Linked DNA regions of Mus musculus: region 1 is linked to region 2. The links are chromatin contacts, called in public Hi-C maps. All regions are on one chromosome and are shown on one strand. Each heading gives the region's core, a stretch centred on a gene start, on an enhancer-like site or on the middle of the called end of the contact. The rest is flanking DNA. Distances are from core to core; before and after follow the strand shown. Region 1 has its middle 21 kb from the start of Gm30968. Region 2 holds the start of Dok4 (docking protein 4).

Region 1 (5,406 bases), core at 2,167-4,666, 79 kb before region 2:
GCTGTCCATACCGTTCCTCTGGCATGGTAGAAGTCAGTTAAAAGTAACTAGGGCCTGGTGAGATGGCTGAACAGGTAAAGGTGCTTGCTACTAAGCGTGAGTTACGTCCCTGGAACCCAAATGGTAGAAAAGAGAACCAACTCTCTGATGCTGTCCTCTGGTGACCACACACGCACTGTGGTACAAGTTCCCACATCCATTCACAAACACACATGCACACTAAATAAAATGTCATTAATAACTTTGAAAGAAGAGATGGAAACCCTGAAAGGTCCAATACACTGAAGAACTTGTAGCTGGATTCACAAACTTTCCCACAATGCAAAGTCAAGTGCAGACGGCTTCACCGGCAAATTCTACACAACATTCCCAGGAGAACTAACGGCTCCAAGTTGCTCCTAACCCTGTGGAGACTCTGAATCTTTTGCTGGGGAAAATATAATCTAGACCCTCAAACTCAGCAACAAACAGGAAAAAAAATACTCTCTTTGTCTCCTCCCTTCTTTTTCTTCTTTCCCTCCTCCTTTCCCTCCCCTTCTGATGTTCTTAGCAAACTATTAGCAGACTAACTCTAGTTCCAATGAAAAGACATTGTCTAATTGAGTTCCATTCAACCAAGGCAAGAGAGGAAAATGACTGTGGCCGTGGCAGGAACAGATCCTTCCGAGATCCACTTTGAAGAGGAAAATTAAAGTAATCACTACAATATATCCAAGAGAAGTGTGGGTTGAAATTTGACATTATTCATACTCTTTATTTTTGGGGGCTTGTTGAGATTGGACCTTTTTATGCAGCTCAGGCTGGTCTCGAACCCATAATTCTGATTCAGCTTAATTCTATTGCCAGAGGGTGGTGGTACACACTTTTAATCCCTCAGGAAGCAGAGGCAGTTAGATCTCTGAATTCAAGGCCAGTCTAGTTTGTAGAGCAAGGTCCAGGACAGCCAGAGTTACACAGAGAAACCCTGTCTCAAAAAAACAAAACAAAACAAAATCATTCACTATCATACCCAACCCATTCAAGATTAAAAAAAAAAAAATAGCAATCAGAAACAGAACGGAACTTCCTAAATCTGACATTTTAAATGAAAAAAGAAGAAAAGAAGCCCCAAAACACCTCATCAACTATACCTTCAGATGAAACCATCAAGAACTTTCCCTTGGGACTGGAGAGATGGCTCAGCGGTTAAGAGCACTGACTGCTCTTTCAGAGGTCCTGAGTTCAAATCCCAGCAACCACATGGTGGCTCACAAACATCCGTAACAAGATCTGTCGCCCTCTTCTGGAGTGTCTGAAGACAGCTACAGTGTACTTACATATAATAAATAAATATTAAAAAAAAAAGAAGAACTTTCCCTTGAGATTTGCCGTGAGATAAAGAAGCCTGCTGTCACCTTAGAGTCCTAGGAGCAGAGGTTAGGCTAGGAGGCAGAGAGCTTGCTCAGCATGGGCAAGGCCCTGGGTTTGATTCCCAGCACTAACACCAATACACATGCACATGCACACACACACATGCATACATACATGCACACACATGCACATATACACACATGCATATACATATAATACATATACATACATATATACACACATACATACACACACGCACACATAACACATATATACACGTACACACATGCCTATACACATACATACACACATGCATATACACATACACACTTACATACACAATACACACATGCATACATACATAATACATACACATATATATACACATACACACTACATACATACATAATACACATATATACACACACATGCATATATACACTACATACATACATATACATATATACACACACATACACATGCATATACACATACATACATACACACATGCATATACACACACATACATAAACATACATACATACATACATACATACATTCATACACACATACATACATACACACATGCACACATACACACATAGTGCTGGAAAACAAAACAATAAAGGACTGATAAGAAAGAAAGAAAGAAAGAAAGAAAGAAAGAAAGAAAGAAAGAAAGAAAGAAAGGAAGGAAGAGAGAGAGAAAGAAAGAAAGAAAGAAAGAAAGAAAGAAAGAAAGAAAGAAAGGAAGGAAGGAAGAAAGAAAGAAAGAAAGAAAGAAAGAAAGAAAGAAAGAAAGAAAGAAAGAAAGAGAAAAAAACCCGAGAAGATAAAATCAGCTTCATCCCTCATCAAGATATTCTGAGTACATAAAAAAACCCCAAAAGAACCCACATGCAAAGCACTGGGCAGGTTTTCTAGTGTGTGTGTGTGTGTGTGTGTGTGTGTGTGTGTGTGTGTGTTGGCTAATGTTGGTTTCAACTTGACACACCTGGGAAAAGAGGACTTCAAAAGAAGAAACTTTCTAAATAGGACTGTGGTTATAGCCAAATGGTAGCATTTCCTAGTATGCACAAAGCCCCAGTACAGTAGGGAGATGGGCATGGAGGGAGGGAGGGAGAGAGGGAAGGAGGGAGGGAGGGAGGGGAGGAGGGAGGGAGGCTTCTCAAGCAGGCAAAGCCATACTTCATGGTTTAGGAATGTAGACACAGGTGGCAAAGTTGATATAAAACCAGGGGGACTTTTCTAAAGACTGAAACAATGCTCCGCTCTGATGCAGGGGCATTGTGGAAAGAGGACAGAGTCTGCCAGGGTGGCACCTCTTTCTTCACAAGGGTGGTGCTGACATGTGGTTTGCTGATTATTTTTGTTAAACAATATATGTACCCTGCATATTCTCTCACAAGTTCCAGCACTCGGGAGACAGAGGCAGATCTCTGTGAGTTCAAGGCTAGCCCAGGCTACATAGTGAGTTCCAGGACAGTCAAGGCTACCTACTGAGATCCTGTCTTAAAACAAACAAACAAAAATAAATAAATAAATAAATAAATAAATAAATAAATAAATAAATAAATGAAAACAAATAAATAAAGGGTAATCCTTACATTTGGGAGGTGGAAGCAGGAGGATGAGTTTAAAGCCTGCTTCAGCTACACAGCAAGTTCAAGTTCAAGTTCAAGCAGTCTGTGCTGGGACAGGGGGACCATAAACAACCTTCCACTGCAGCCCAGACAGTGAGGACCCCTGATGACATCTTTTAAGAACAGTGGTCATGGGACACTAGGACTGCTTGGTGATAGCATGATATGAAAGGCAAGCCAAGGTCAGAGGCTGCCTGAGTAGAGAGCTCTCAATGCAACAGTCACTTCCACCCAAGGACATCAAGTCATGCAAAGGACTTACAAAGGACCACTAAAGGTGTGCCTTTTTAAACATCCACACAGATCCATTTTTATTTCTTATTTCTTTGGGTTTTTAAAAGACTTTTAATTTAAAATATATGTGCCTATACGTCTGTATGAGCAACGCATGTGCCACATGAACGCAGGATCCCACAGAAGCCAGAAGAGGGTGCCAGAGCACCTGGAGCGGCCCAATGTGGCTATGAGGAACTAAAACTAAGCTCCTATCTTCTGGGAGAGAAGCAAGTGCCTTTAACCACAGAGCCATTTCTCCGACCCCTAGAGAGTCCCTTTCTAAATGATTCATCACTAATCGCTAGTGCTCTCCCCCTCACTGTTTAAATATTTGCTCATACTCCAAGTTTCATTCCTACAAAAGAGGAGGAAACTGTGGGCCACTTAGGGTTCCTGCCCTTGTATTTCCCTTCTCCCTGTCCTGTCGACTGAGCCCTTCCATTCCAGCTATAAGGAGCCCTGTGACAGGAGTGGGCGTCACACCAGAGAGGTGTTGACCTTCACCCTGATAGAAACGGCTCTTCTGGGAGCAAGCAGTTTCCAGACTGAGGAAGTTCAGGCTGCTACTCTTATTCAAACCTCCTTTTGCATGTTTCGAGAGATTCGGTTGTGTGTCTGTGCTTCCCCATAGACTGCCTGGTCTTGGCTGTGCAGAAGGCACCCAGCTGAAGCATTCACAGAAGCCGTTTTTCTCCCTGTGGGCGATGTTGGGGATTTGTACTTTGCCGTTACTTTAATTGTTTTTTCTATTAATGTGTGTGTTGTAGGGATGATGTGTGTGGGCATGGGGTGGTCATAGAAGCCACCGGATGCAAGTGGAGGTCAGAGTCCGTTCTTACCTTCTGCCTTTGTGTGGTCATTTGTGGTATTATTTGGCTCTGGTCCCAGGTAGCTGGGATTCCTGTTACAGTCCCTTGCATGGCAGGTCTGTGAGGATGCTGTAACTGCCATGCAGCTTGTGTGGCCACGTGCCCCTCTGTCAGAGTCTGCGACTACAATGACTGTGGCCGAGTTCCAAGATGCCATTCCCACTTCGTCAGTCCTCACTGGACCCCACAAGGCACAGCTTGGGCTGGTGTTCTTGGTGTCCAGAGTTCAGTAGCTCCGGGATGCTTACAGGAGGGTTGTGGCACCACAGGGCTTTAGTGTGAGCCTGAGTGAGAGGGTAACGTGGATTCTGCTCCTCACCCTTTGGTTTTACGTTGGCTGTTGTGACTGCTTGTCACTGCCTCAGCATTAAAATGCCAGAAATGACCTAGTCATTGCTCTCTTCCCTGACCTGGCTCCCAAGCGCCCCCCTCCCTCCATCACTTATCACAGTGAATTCTGTTTTTGCATCTGTCTCAGCCAGCTGCACAGCCTCACAGGAGATACATCTGAGTTTATATCCATTTCCTGTCCTGTGTTTGACTGTAGCAAACCCAGAGAAGAAGTATCTGTAGTGGTGGCAACTCTGCACAACTAACCTGCTTTGTCCCAAGTCACCCACACTTCCATAGGCAGGCCTTAGCTGAGCCTCTTGCAGGGGTGTGGCTCAGCACCCTACCATGGAGATGTCAGAGTTGTGTGGTGACAAAGAGGACTTGAGGACACAATAAGTCTGGGCTGAGTTAGGTTCTGTCGGGGACAAACCTAAACCCAGCAGTCAACCACCTCACTGGCGACCTCATCAGGGACTGGGTGAAAAGGGACTTTCCACTGAGTGCTAACCCTGTGCCTGACACATCTCCTCCTTTGGGTAGAAACTCACCATGAAGTTCTCCAAGGGGAAACCGCTCTAGAGCAAGAGACAGGTACTAAGGCTTGCTCTGGGTGGAGACCGTTCTGGCTGGTCAGTGGGCTCCTGAAGTTCTCTGAAAGGGTCTTGAAGAGGATAGGATGAAGGGAGCAAATCAGCATGAATACACACACACACACACACACACACACACACACACACACATACACACACATATATATACATACATATATATGCATATATACATACATACACACAGAGATAGATAGATAGATAGATAGATAGATAGATAGATAGATAGATAGATAGATAGATAGATAGATAGATAGATGAACATATATGCATCTTAGGGTAAGGTCATTATTTGCCCTGGAGAGAAAGAACACCATACACAACACT
Region 2 (4,844 bases), core at 861-3,360:
TACAACCACCAAAGCAGCTATGGATTCATGCTGTGGCTTGACTAAACTGAGCAAGATGCTCTCTCTGGACACATAACTGATAAATCCAGCTATTCCAGAGGCTGAGGCAGGATTACACATTTAAGGCTGGCCTGGACTACGCAGTAAGTTCAAGGCCAGTCTGGGTATTGAGAGCCTGTCTTGAAATAGAAAGTAAAAACTAAGGCTGGGATGTAGCTCAGTGGTAGAGCCCTTGCCTACCATCTGAGAGGCCCTGGGTTCAGTCACCACTAACAAAAGTTACCAAGTGAAAAACCACCAGGGATTACACTTTTTATGATTCCAGCTGTGAAACCTTCGACCAGCTGTAGAAATGGGGAACCCCAAGATGTCCCCCAGGGTTACTGAGGAGAGAAAGGAAGGGGGCAGAGGGACACTTTTGCGGATATAGAAACTCCCTATGGTGACTTCAAGTTGCTAACGTTCAGGGTAGGAAAACATCAGGGACTCAGATTGACTCTGTGTCAGACCATCCACCCGCATGTGGATCTACAAACAGATTTATAAGTGTAAAGCCAAAAATTAGATACAAATTTGGGTATGGTGGCACTTGGGAGGCAGAAGAAGGCAGGTCAAGGCCAACCTGGTCTATACATCCAGTTCCAGGACTGCTAGAGAAATCCTGTGTCAAAAAAAAAGGAGGAGAAAGAGGAAGAGGAGGAGAAGAAGAAAGAAAGAAAGAAAGAAAGAAAGAAAGAAAGGAAGGAAGGAAGGAAGGAAGGAAGAAAGAAAGAAAGAAAGAAAGAAAGAAAGAAAGAAAGAAAGAAAGAAAGAAAGAAAAGGGAATTAGCACAGTGGGTAGAAGTAGATATTGAGTAAAAATTTTGAAAGAGAATGAAGTTTAGGAATCCCACTTAGAGATGATACTTCTAAATTTCATTATATTATTACAATTAATTTGCAGTTCAGGGGATTGAACCTAGAGAAGGTTCCTTCCTTCCTTCCTTCCTTCCTTCCTTCCTTCCTTCCTTCCCTCCCCCCTCCTCTCTCTCTCTCTTTCTTTTCTTCTTTCTTTCTTTCTTTCTTTCTTTCTTTCTTTCTTTCTTTCTTTCTTTCTTTCTTTCTTTTTGTTTCTTTCTTTCTCCCCCCCTCTCTTTTTCTTTCTTTCTTAAGTAGGATCTCACTAAGGCTGGCCTTGAACTCATCAGCTTCCTGCCTCAGCATGGGATTATAGACAAGTACTACTAGGCCAGGCTAAGAGGCCTCTTTTTGTTGAAACTCTCTTTTTTTCTCTGTGGCCATACAGCTTCTCTAGCAGTGTCCCAGGATGAAAGCAGTTCACTCTGAGGGCTTGAGAGCTGAGGACTTTATGAGCTGCTGTTTGAAGTAAAGCAGAGGGTCAAGTTTGGAAGCTGCATGGGAAGGTCAGGAGGTCATGGGAAGGTCAGGAGGTTCAGTTTAGCATCCAGGAAGAAGAAAGCCATTTCCTGTCCTATAGCCCCGTGGCTTCCACTTAACACACACTTTAGTGACAATCCTGGGACATTTTAAGCGGACAGAAAATGGCTCCTTTACTTTGCTGGACAAGGCTGAGTCTCTAGTGTTCCGGCAGAGGGGGTGGGGAGGTAGGGTTGGGAGGATACGGGGCAGGGGATATACATGCGTGGGTACTGGGTTCTTGATTCCTTCATGCATTAGGCTAATCTCTCACAGAGTGCAGCTGAGTGTGCGATTGGGGAAGTGGGGCAGGTACTGAGCAGGACTGGATGGTAGCAAAGTGTATGTCTAGCAGGGTACTGACTCTTGATGTTGGGAGGTGAGGTTCAAGGACTGGGAGTTGATATAGGGTTCAGCCTCCAGCAGATGCAAGACCACGTGGGTTTGAGTTTTAGAGCTCAGGGAGGAGCTGGTGCGACTGAGGTGGGTACTAGAAGTGAGCAGAGGGCTAGACTGCCAGGCGGAAATTTCTGTCCTAGTAATAAGACTTTGGCAGGACTCCGGGACGAGGCGTGGCTCCGAGAAGGGGCGTGGCACGATGCCAGGGATGGGCGGGGGCGTGGCGGTGGGGCGTGGCGCGGCGCCAGGGCGGCGCGGGGCGTGGCCTCAAGGGGCGTGGCGTCGCGGATCAGCAGAACCAGCTACCTCCCGAGTCTCCTCTGGATCCGGAGCTGGCGGCTGCGCTTCACTTCTAGCTTACAACCAGAGCCGCGCGCCGCCACCCTACCTTCCCCTCCCGGCCGCGCCGAGACGCGGGCATGAGCCCGCCCCGCGTCCCGCGGAGCCAGCGCCCCGGCCCGGGCCTCGGCGCCTAGGTAAATAGGGGAATACGAAGCGCGGGGGGGGGGGGGGATCCCTAGGCCTCACCGAGACGTGAGACTCCCGCAACTCTCATCCTGGGGCGCCTGTGGTCACCTCCGGAGCCCGCGGGCTCTCCCAGCTATGGGAGCGTCCTACTTTAAGGAAGGAGGACTCAGACGCGCCTCTCGAAGCCAGCGAGACCCTGAAACTCCCTGAGCCGTCCTCAACCAGCTCCCATCTCTAGGAAGCGCAGGTGTGAGTCTTACCTCACCTGTATTCCCCATGTAACCCATCAGAGAAACCCAGATCCCCGGTTCCCTGAGCCTCTTCCCGGAAGCAGCCTTCCTCGCCTTCCTGCTCCCCAAATTCCAAGAGACACTTTCCTTTTACTGCCTATCCGACCTGCAAGTGGCATTCCTATTCATTGCAGTCCTCCGGGCTAGCAGCCTCCTGCCTTAAAACCTTTCTCCTCTGGCTCTGGGAGTCTGTACACATTCTTTTGGAGACAGCTATCTGTCACAGCATAAGGACCGGAGTGGAGCCTTGGGCAGTCGGGAGTTCTGTGCAATCTGCCTGCGTGGAGCGGTGGGAGCAAAACAATTGCCAGACACTTGGATGGAGGGCTTTGATAAGACAGGGCAGCCAGGGGCCAGGTGTCAGCTCCAGCACATTCCAACAGCCTCCAGGGGCTGCGCTTCCTGCACATTCTTTGAGGGCCCTTTTCGGAGAAATGCAGGCTGCTGTGTAGGTATCCCAGGTAGGTCCCAGGAGCTGTGTCCCTCTCGCTCTGCTGCTAGTCTCTGTGCCTGGGTGCTGGGTATTCCTGGGCAGGGCACCAGGCTGGATGTGACCTCATCCAACAACCCCAGCCAAGGTGGGGCCCCTAGCCAGGCTCAGACAGTGTCAGCAGCAGCACAAGTCCCCTGAGGCAGCTTTGAACAAACTGTGGATCACGGACCCGGCTGGTTCTCCTGGACTTTGCTGGTCTTGCCAGTTGGCACCGAGATGTGGAGAAGTGGGAGCCCGCTGCCGCTTACACTCTCTGGAAGCAGAGCTGATAATGGTGTTGAAAGGATGGGGACAATGCTAGATATAATTAGTGTCCCTCCCTAGATTGGCATCCACTCTGTCCTTTATCAGTGTCCTGGTCACTGGGATGGAGCTATAGCTAGATAGAAGGGGCTTGGGAACTGTCATTGTAGGTGTCCCTACATGGCCAAGTGACAGATGAAGGAACCGGGAACATCAAATCTCATAGTGACATGTGACAGACTGAAACACTGGATGTTGAGAGACAGCTAATTAGCAAGGCCAGGGTGTCAGGAGGGCCTGAAGGAGGAGGCAGATTTTCAGCGGAGCTCCAAATGAGGCAGTGGAATATACTTGAGACCATGGGAGGGAGTTTAGTTAGAGGCAGGAAAAAGCAAGCGCAGTGAACTTTACTGAGAAGGCTTTATGTACTGAGAGGTGGCAGGGTACCAGGGGAGAACAGACAGCAGTGGTATGAGGCATTGGACCACATTGCTGGGGACCATGAGTGTTCAGATGTCCTGACCCCCCCATGTTCGCTCTGCCTGGTTCAGTACTTGTGGCTGGCTCTCCTTGGACCAAACCTTCTGGGGCTTAGGGATCTATGGAAGCGCCCCCTGCTGGTCGCAGACAGCAACCACACAGGGATGGGGCAGTTGGTAGTTAAGGTGGAGACAACCCACCTGCAATCAAATCTCTGCTGTGAAGTGAAAACAGACCGAGGACGGTGAGATAGTGTCCAGGTAGGGCTGATTTGCAGCCCTGATAAGATCAGATCTGTCAAGGGTGGGGCAGCCTGGCCAGGCAGGACTCAGGCTCTGTGGTGTTTGTTCTCGAGCCAAGGCCTCCAGGCAGGGTTCTGGGAGGGAGCATTTAGTGCAGCCTATGGGGCAGGTGGGTAGGGAGGGCTCTAGAACGCCTCCTGTATCCTCCCTACAGGATGCTGCCCTGGCTGGGAAGGGCAGCAGTGTGTGTTGTCCAGTTTTGCTGTTTGTGGTAGCTTGGACTAAGGCAGCTACTATCCCTCCAGGAATAGCCATCCACATTGATACTACTAGGATAGAGGAGAGGTGGGTGGGAGGCTTAACCCTAAAACCATGAGAATGGCTACTGGAAACCCATCTCGCCCATTTAGTATACAGTACTCAAAGACTTCATGTCCAAAGCTGAGGGTGCCACACATTTGGAGGGATCTGTCCCTCTGTGAGAGACTAGTAGTGGCCATGGATAGGTAGGGTTTTTTTTTTTTTTTTCCTGCCCTTACTTATTGGCTGTTGAGCCTTCGAGGGGGGGCTTGGGGCAGATTGGGGATTACTTTCTGTTTAAAATCTTGTACTAAGTCTTGGTAGGGGGTGCAGGTAAGGCATGGGTCCCTGTTGCCTGTTAAATCCATGGATCTTTCTCTCTCTCTCTTTTTTAAAAAGATTTATTTATTTATTTTATGTAAGTGAGTACACTGTAACTGACAGATGGTTGTGAGCCTTCTTGTGGCTGTTGGGAATTGAATTTAGGACCTCTGCTCACTCCTGTTGGCCCCG

Evidence for each region. A called contact is a pair of places that touch in the nucleus more often than the background predicts.
Region 1: a contact with region 2 is called in a Hi-C map of CD8 T cells, with 2.1 times the contacts expected there. The contact joins the enhancer-like site here to the promoter of Dok4 in region 2. A contact is called at or near these places in 2 of 39 promoter capture datasets (embryonic stem cells and hippocampal neurons), 5 of 484 Hi-C or Micro-C datasets (CD8 T cells, the G1E-ER4 cell line and cortical neurons), 4 of 115 datasets of contacts at active chromatin or transcription factors (effector CD8 T cells, embryonic stem cells, forebrain and 1 more) and 3 of 9 other capture datasets (adipose tissue, liver and pancreatic islet).

What each region holds. Positions count from the first base shown.
Region 1 is chr8:94,953,356-94,958,761 of GRCm38.p6, reverse strand. No RefSeq gene overlaps it. Among named protein-coding and RNA genes, the nearest start is that of Gm30968, 21 kb to the left of the region's middle. Within about 2 kb of position 3,416, at least 98 of the 459 cell types and tissues checked have an H3K27ac peak or open chromatin away from gene starts, as enhancers often do. A contact at or near this core is called in CD8 T cells, the G1E-ER4 cell line, adipose tissue and 2 more, where this site is marked.
Region 2 is chr8:94,873,578-94,878,421 of GRCm38.p6, reverse strand. It overlaps Dok4 (docking protein 4), which reads left to right and starts at 2,110. Exons shown (of 9, transcript NM_053246.3): 1 at 2,110-2,291.